2 separate regions of the Mus musculus genome follow, and region 2 is linked to region 1. A link is a contact called in public targeted proximity ligation data. All regions are on one chromosome and are shown on one strand. The core of a region is the stretch at or near the end of the contact, and the rest is flanking DNA. Distances in the headings are between cores, read along the strand shown.

Region 1 (3,538 bases), core at 436-2,935:
GGATCTAACTCAGCTTCTTATCCTATGCCAAAATATTTTGAAACACTCTTTAAACATTATGGGTCCCTGCGAAGGCCCACTACACCCAGGTTTGGCAAGGGATTTAGTTTAGAGAGAATTTGATGAGCTTTGTGGTTTACAAAATTGGAAGAAGTGCTGATCAAAGAATTCGACCCTTGGAAGCTTCAAGCCCTCCTCCTCCAGCCATCTTCATTAAGCTGCTTTACAGAGGACACCATGCAAAGTGAAGCCTCCAGATAGCTATGCATTTGGTCAGCTGCCCCAAGGAGAATTATGGGAGGAGATTTTCACAGTCTTAGTGATGTATGGGAAGTGATGGCTCAGCTTTTCATGCCTATTTTTGCTCTTCAGCTTCAGATTCTCTGTGTGCTCATCACATCGTGGCCATCACCCACAGATGGGCCATTTTATTTAGAAATAGAGTCGTACTGGGTGAGGTGTCCTGTCTTTTCAAGACCTGTGCAACTAGGTAAAGATAACAGTGCCTCATGTTGATTTGGACAGAGCCTCACCCTCACCTAGGGAATTTACCAGGTTCCCTGTGTTTCAACAGCTATCTTGTTTTCCTAAATCTTCCATAGTAAGTTGTTCCATGGCAGGGAGGTTAAAACAACAATGGTTTGTCCTTAGGTTCTGGAGGTCCGAAGTCTGAAATCAACGAGAGAATAAGGTCCCATTCCCTCTCAAAGCTCAAAGCTCAAGGAGAAATGTTGCCCTACATTTTTCAGTCTCAAGGTGTTCCATGATGATTGGCACTCCCTGTGGCAGCACCCTCGTCCCTACCTGTCTCCCCTTGACCATCTTCCCTGTGTGTGTCTGTGTGTATTCCTCTCATAAGGATGCCTGTCTATTGGGCATAACTCAATATGGCCTCATCTAATCTTGGTTACAGAGGCAAAACAAGGTCCCATTCACAGTTACTGTAGTTTAAATTGAACCATAAATTTCATGAAGACACAGTATTTTTATGACAACCAAAATATTAAGAATAATAGCTAAATATCTTTTCCACTCCTCCAGTGCTCTCCACATTTTTTCTGGGGAAAACTCAAACCCCTTTAGCAAATACTACTCTGATGCCCGTGTCTTGCTCAATCAATAAACCCTCACTGATAGGCTTAGCTGTCCCCAAGATTCCAGCCCTTTGTTTCCCCATCCCTTTCTTCCTAATGATCACCCATAAGCCTATTTAGAATTACCATATCTCATTGAATGTTACCGAAAAAAAAAGTTGACCTATAAATGAATGGTTTTCCTACTCAGTATTGAACTAAGATGCATTCTCATCCTAACCATCTGCTCTGTTTCTGTAAAGTGTTAAATGAATGAATGAGTCTAGCAAAGATCTAGGGTTTTAAAACACACATGTCTATAAATGTATGAATACGTATAATGTACATGATATATAATGTATAAAATATACTCAAATAACTTGTTCAGGATAACAAGTGATTTAGGTTCTGTAGATACAGTTTGAAAAGCTATTTAATATTGTTTGTTCACTTTGGGAACTTTGAGCTACAATTTTGGGGTTTAATGTTGACCTCCAGAGCGTCTTGCCACAAACTTTTCATTATTTTCCTGCCATTTTAAGTACTCGCACATTCTCCTCGGTCAGATGAGTCACTATGAAGTCAGTGAGCCCAACTACCACATCTTGCTCCTCACACACACACTGAGTCACTCTGACAACCAGTTTCAGCCTCTCACTGACCATTCTGAGATGGCATTCTCCATCTTCTTGGATTCTTCCAACACTGGCGTACATGAGGACTTTCTGAATAAGGTTTTCCAGGAAATAAGCCTAACAATAGATAAATGGGACCTTAGGAAATTCAAAAGCTTCCTGACAACAAAGGAAACAATTGAGAAAAGAGACAGCTTAGAGACTCCTCTACAAAGCAGTAACAGCACTAAACCAAAAGATGGTGTACTGGCTGGTTTTGTGTGCCAACTTGACATAAGCGAGCTGGAGTTATCACAGAGAAAGTAGCCTCCCTTGAAGAAATGCCTCCATGAGCTCCAGTGTAAGGCATTTTCTCAATTAGTGATCAAGGGTAAGAGGGGCCCAGTGTGGGTGGTGCTATCCTTGGACTGGACATCCTGGGTTCTATAGGAAAGCAAGCTGAGCAAGCCAGAGAAAGCAATCCAGTAAGCAGCACCCCTCCATGGCCTCTGTATCAGCTCCTACCTCCAAATTCCTGCCCTGTGTGTGTCCTGACTTCCTTTATTGAAGAACAGCAATGTGGCAGTGTAAGCTGAATAAACCCTTTCCTCCCCAGCTTGCTTCTTTGTCATGATGTTTTGTGCAGGAATACAAACCCTAAGACAGATGGGTATGGGGGGGGGTAATATGATTGTGTACATGCATGAAAATATAATGAGATCTGTTTTATATGTAATCAATGTATGCTAATAAAAATAACCAATAAGAAAGCTTACAGGAAAAATTAAACAACTCAGCAATAAATAGGCTAATGAAATGAATAAAAAGGTCTCAGATAATAAAACACAAGTGGCCAATAAACACATAAGAAACTGTTCAAATTCACCAGTCACCAGAAAATGGAAATTAGATTACACTGATACTCCAGCTTATCCCAGTCAGAATGGCAGTCATTAAGAAAACATGAACAGTGCTAAAGAGATGGCTCAGCAGTTAAGAGCACTGGCTGCTCTTCCAGATGTCCAGAGTTCAATTCCCAGCAACCACATGGTGGCTCAAAACCATCTATAATGGGATTTGATGCCCTCTTCTGGTGTGCATGAAGACAGCTACAGTGTACTCACATACTTAGATAGATAGATAGATAGATAGATAGATAGATAGATAGATAGATAGATAGATCTAAAGAAAAAAAGAGAGAGAGAGAGAGAAACGGAGAAAGGACAAAAGGAAGAAAGAAAGCAAAATCAGCCCTCATCGCCATGGTCCTAGGGCAGCCAGAAGAGAGACACCCAAGCACTTTCCCTGGACCTGCCTGCAGAGGGTGCAACTCTGATGAGCAAATGGGATGGAAAGAAGGGGAAGATGAAGTACCCAGTGGAGAGCAGGGAGAGAAAGTAAAGCGAAAGCCACATGGTTCATGCACTGTGAAAAGAAGCAGAACTGGAGACTTTATAGTGGTGAGAAGCAGGCAGATGTGAGGAGCCAGCCTGGGAAACCACCTGGGGCCATGGTGATGTCTGGGCCTGGACTGCCCCATAGGGCCATGTCTGTGTCCATAACCCTATTGAAGCTGGAGTCTGTAACTGATGTCTGTGGCCCAGGTTGCCACTGAAGGCCATTTGAATATCAGTGATACGGGCTGATGACTGAGACCATGTTGATGGCCAGAGGTCATACTGATACAAGGTGCCAAACTGATCTGGGTGGACTATGCTGCTACCTAAGGCCATGATGATATCTGGGCCCATGCTGCTGCCAGGGACCGTGTCTGGGTCCATGGTCCTACAGCAGCCAGGGTCTATGTTCATGTCTGAGGCCCAAGTTACTACCAAAAGCCATTTGATGTCT
Region 2 (3,431 bases), core at 550-3,049, 900 kb before region 1:
GTTTAGCAGCGTGCCTGCCTGGCACCAGCTGCTCAGAGGAAGTCCTTCTACCTCCAGTACACAGTCATGCTCAATCTAAAACGTCTCCAGTCTCTGATGAAGTCTCTTTAGGGGCAAAGTCACCTTGGTTTAGAGTTATAGTTAAAATATGGCAAACTGATACTCTTTCATTGCAGAATATTACAAGGGAATTACGTTGAATTACGTTGAATTCTTAGGCTGGAAACAAGTTCTCCCCAAATCATAGATTTGTTTGCCTAAATGAAATAGAATGGGAGTTTATTATAAATAAAACCAATCAACCAACCAAAATTGCCTTCTCACAATAGAAAGCCTGTAAGATTAAATTAACTTGGAATTTTTCTTTCTAGCATTAGAAAATTCTCCTTCTGAGTATTTAATACTAACTCTCAACAGTATTGGTAAAATAACAAGGGCCCCGTCCACTCTTCTGTGGTAACGCCTGAGTTAACCAGGAGGGTCTATGCCTAGTAGCAGTGGCTGTTCGATTATGCAGCCCTGTGAACCACCTGTAATAATTGTTTCCCAATTACCTTCATGCCAGCCTTTTGCATTTAGGTGGAGATGAAAACTGAAATAAAATTCCGACTTCCTGGTTCTGTGTGAATGCTGGGCATATTATTCATTTGCAATACAAAGCAGCTGTGTAATTCCAAATGAGATATTCTATCTGTGCTAGCTAGTGTTTACCATCAAGGCACCAAATTATCCCTGAATCTATTTGAAGTTCATTACCCAGCTTTCTCAACTGAGAGCACACTGTGAAAATGCACCCCCCCCCTTAGTTTTATTCAATTTCTAGGCAGTGGGGCTGAACTGCCTACATTTCCAGTCCTGACTTGATTCAGAATGTGACCCTTTGAGACTCCTAATGAGACTGGCCCAGGAGTCAGAAACAAGAGACTTGGGATATTTTTACTTTTACATTAAAATATTGAGTATTTTTGAGACAGGGTTTTGCTATGTAACCCTGGCTGGCCTAGAGCGAACTATGTAAATGATATGCTGGCCTTGAACTCACAGACATCCATCTGACTGTGCCTCCCAAGTGCTGGGACTAAAGGCATATGCCACCACACCCAGCCATATTATTTGGTTAATTAATACACAGGAAACAGTGTTCAAGTCCACTTTCTTTTTGGGAACAGCAACTTTCTAGATGGACCTAATAGCTGTCCTGGGCCTTTGGAGACCACAGTACAGCAAAAGTAGTCATTGACTATCAGGGTCAATGTTATTATGGTCCTGAGACTTTGACTTCCCAGAAACTGGTCCTGATTCCTGTCTTATCAGTTTTGATGAAGCCCCTAAAGTGCCATGCACCTGGTCAGTGTGAGGTGCAACGATCTCTCCTGGGTAGAGACATTGTTCAGTTTCAGACCTTGACTCCACACCTCTTTTTCTCTGGAAATGATAGCTGCCAGGCAAAGGAAGAACAATGCCAAGTCAGTCCCCTTTGAGCTTGTGCAGTACTAATGGGAACCGCAGGCATCCTCTTGTTCAGGGTGAGAATAAGGGTGAGAAAGAGATCGCTGTTTTCAACCTGAGTCTTCACTTTGTGCTGACAAATTAATCACCTGTTTGTGAACCTCTCTGAACAGTAAGGCTCACTGTCAGGTTTGCCAGATCACATGCACTTTTCATTGCATGACATCTTGATGACAAAGGAAATCTAGGGGTGAATGTGAACCTCGAGATGACTCAAGAGTTTGGCTTCCTTTCTGTGACTCAAGCATGGAGAAGTCACTGGTCCCGACTGGCACCCTGTGACACAGAGGAGAGGCAGCCAGGCCTGTGGATGGAGCCAAACACGTTTTCCAAGGGATGGTTTGCATCTAGGCTCTGTGGAGTCATGTTTAAGCTTGTTCATATTTAAATTTCATCCAGACACCCTACTCTGAACCGTAAATGCACCAAATATAATTGCTAATTCAGGTGTTCTTCCCCATAACTAAAGGTTGGATTTCTTTTAGGACTAATGATGAAATGTTTCAATTTCTTGATCTGTCCTGGTTACCACAGTGTGTCCAATTTGCAATAATTAACTGAGTTGCCCTCTATCATTTGTCTGATTTCCTAGGTTATAATACTAGTGTGAAAAGATTTATTTTCAAAGGAATAATGTCAAAATGGAAAATAATTGACAAAAGTTTGTAAAACAGAAAAAAAAAATAACAACTTAGTGACGAAAAGTAGAATCACGGAGTATTGTTGAGATTTCAGATGCCATTTGCATATTTTAATCAAAATCTTTGCAGTCTACATCTTTTGTCTATGATGGTTAAAGGTAGCCTGTCTCACAAATAACATTTTTCTTTGTATGTACAATAATTATTTGGTGCTATCAATCATGAAAACTCCTTTGTTGTTTTGCTGATAGTTTCTTGAGACAATACTGCTGGGTCCTCCTTATCAGCATGTGACTCTAACTGTGCACCATAGCTCACTGACCGTTCAGGTAATAAGTCAGGAGCCAATAAAAGCTAGGCTTCATCCTTAGCCTTACAAGAGTCATGGTGTCCAGGTCCTCCTTACTTTGCCAGCAGAGGTGCAGTTGAAAGCCAATCTCAAGACCATTTATGTTACCCAGATAGCCCAAGAATCCACTTCATGTTTTAGGACACACAAATTTATATTTATGATGAGGAGGCAGGGATAATGAAGATAATCTGAGTTAATGGAAAATAGAATTATAGTTTTAAAAGGAGTATTTGCTTACCACAATACACCGAGTGTTTTCCCCACCTCCTGCCCCTGTCCAGCTCTCAGTTAAACTCTCAAGTGTTAAGGCATCAGTGTGGTATCCCCACATTCTTTACGGTTGTAGACCCATGTAAGTGTACACACAGCCAAGACTTTGTCCTGTAGAAATTGTCATCAGACCACTCAGATTTCTCACCACAGTGTTCCTCTCCTTTGTAGAATAGTACAGACAGCTTTCTAGGTCAGGTCATGGAGCGCCAACACATTCTAAAAAAATTTTTTTGTAGTTTTAATTTTTTTGAGAGTTCCATACAAGAAGAGTACTGTATTTATATCATTTCTATCCTCTCTTTCCAACTTCCAACTCTTCTTGTTTTCACACCAGCATCCCTTGTTTATGACATATATATGGCTGTGTGTGTATAATTACATATATATGTGTATGTGTGTGTGTGTGTGTATATATATATATATATATACACACGTATGTATATATATGTATATACATACATATTATGACATATTAAGTTTATTTAGTCTTGCTCCTGTGTGTAAGTGTTCAAGGCTGACCACTTGGGGATTGGATAACTTACTCGGGGGTTCATCTGTGATGAAGACTGATTGTCACTCTCTTAGAAGCTATTGATTTAGGTAGCTCTTAGTAGCTCTTCCTTTAGGTGTGGAGCTTTGTGAAATTACCCACCTCC

Evidence for each region.
Region 2: a targeted proximity ligation map of pancreatic cancer cells shows a contact between it and region 1. A contact is called at or near these places in 3 of 130 datasets of targeted methods (astrocytes, embryonic basal ganglia and pancreatic cancer cells).

What each region holds. Positions count from the first base shown.
Region 1 is chr19:27,487,413-27,490,950 of GRCm38.p6, reverse strand. No RefSeq gene overlaps it. Among named protein-coding and RNA genes, the nearest start is that of C030016D13Rik, 59 kb to the right of the region's middle.
Region 2 is chr19:28,387,604-28,391,034 of GRCm38.p6, reverse strand. The region is part of intron 4 of Glis3 (GLIS family zinc finger 3); the gene reads left to right. Among named protein-coding and RNA genes, the nearest start is that of Gm35866, 25 kb to the right of the region's middle.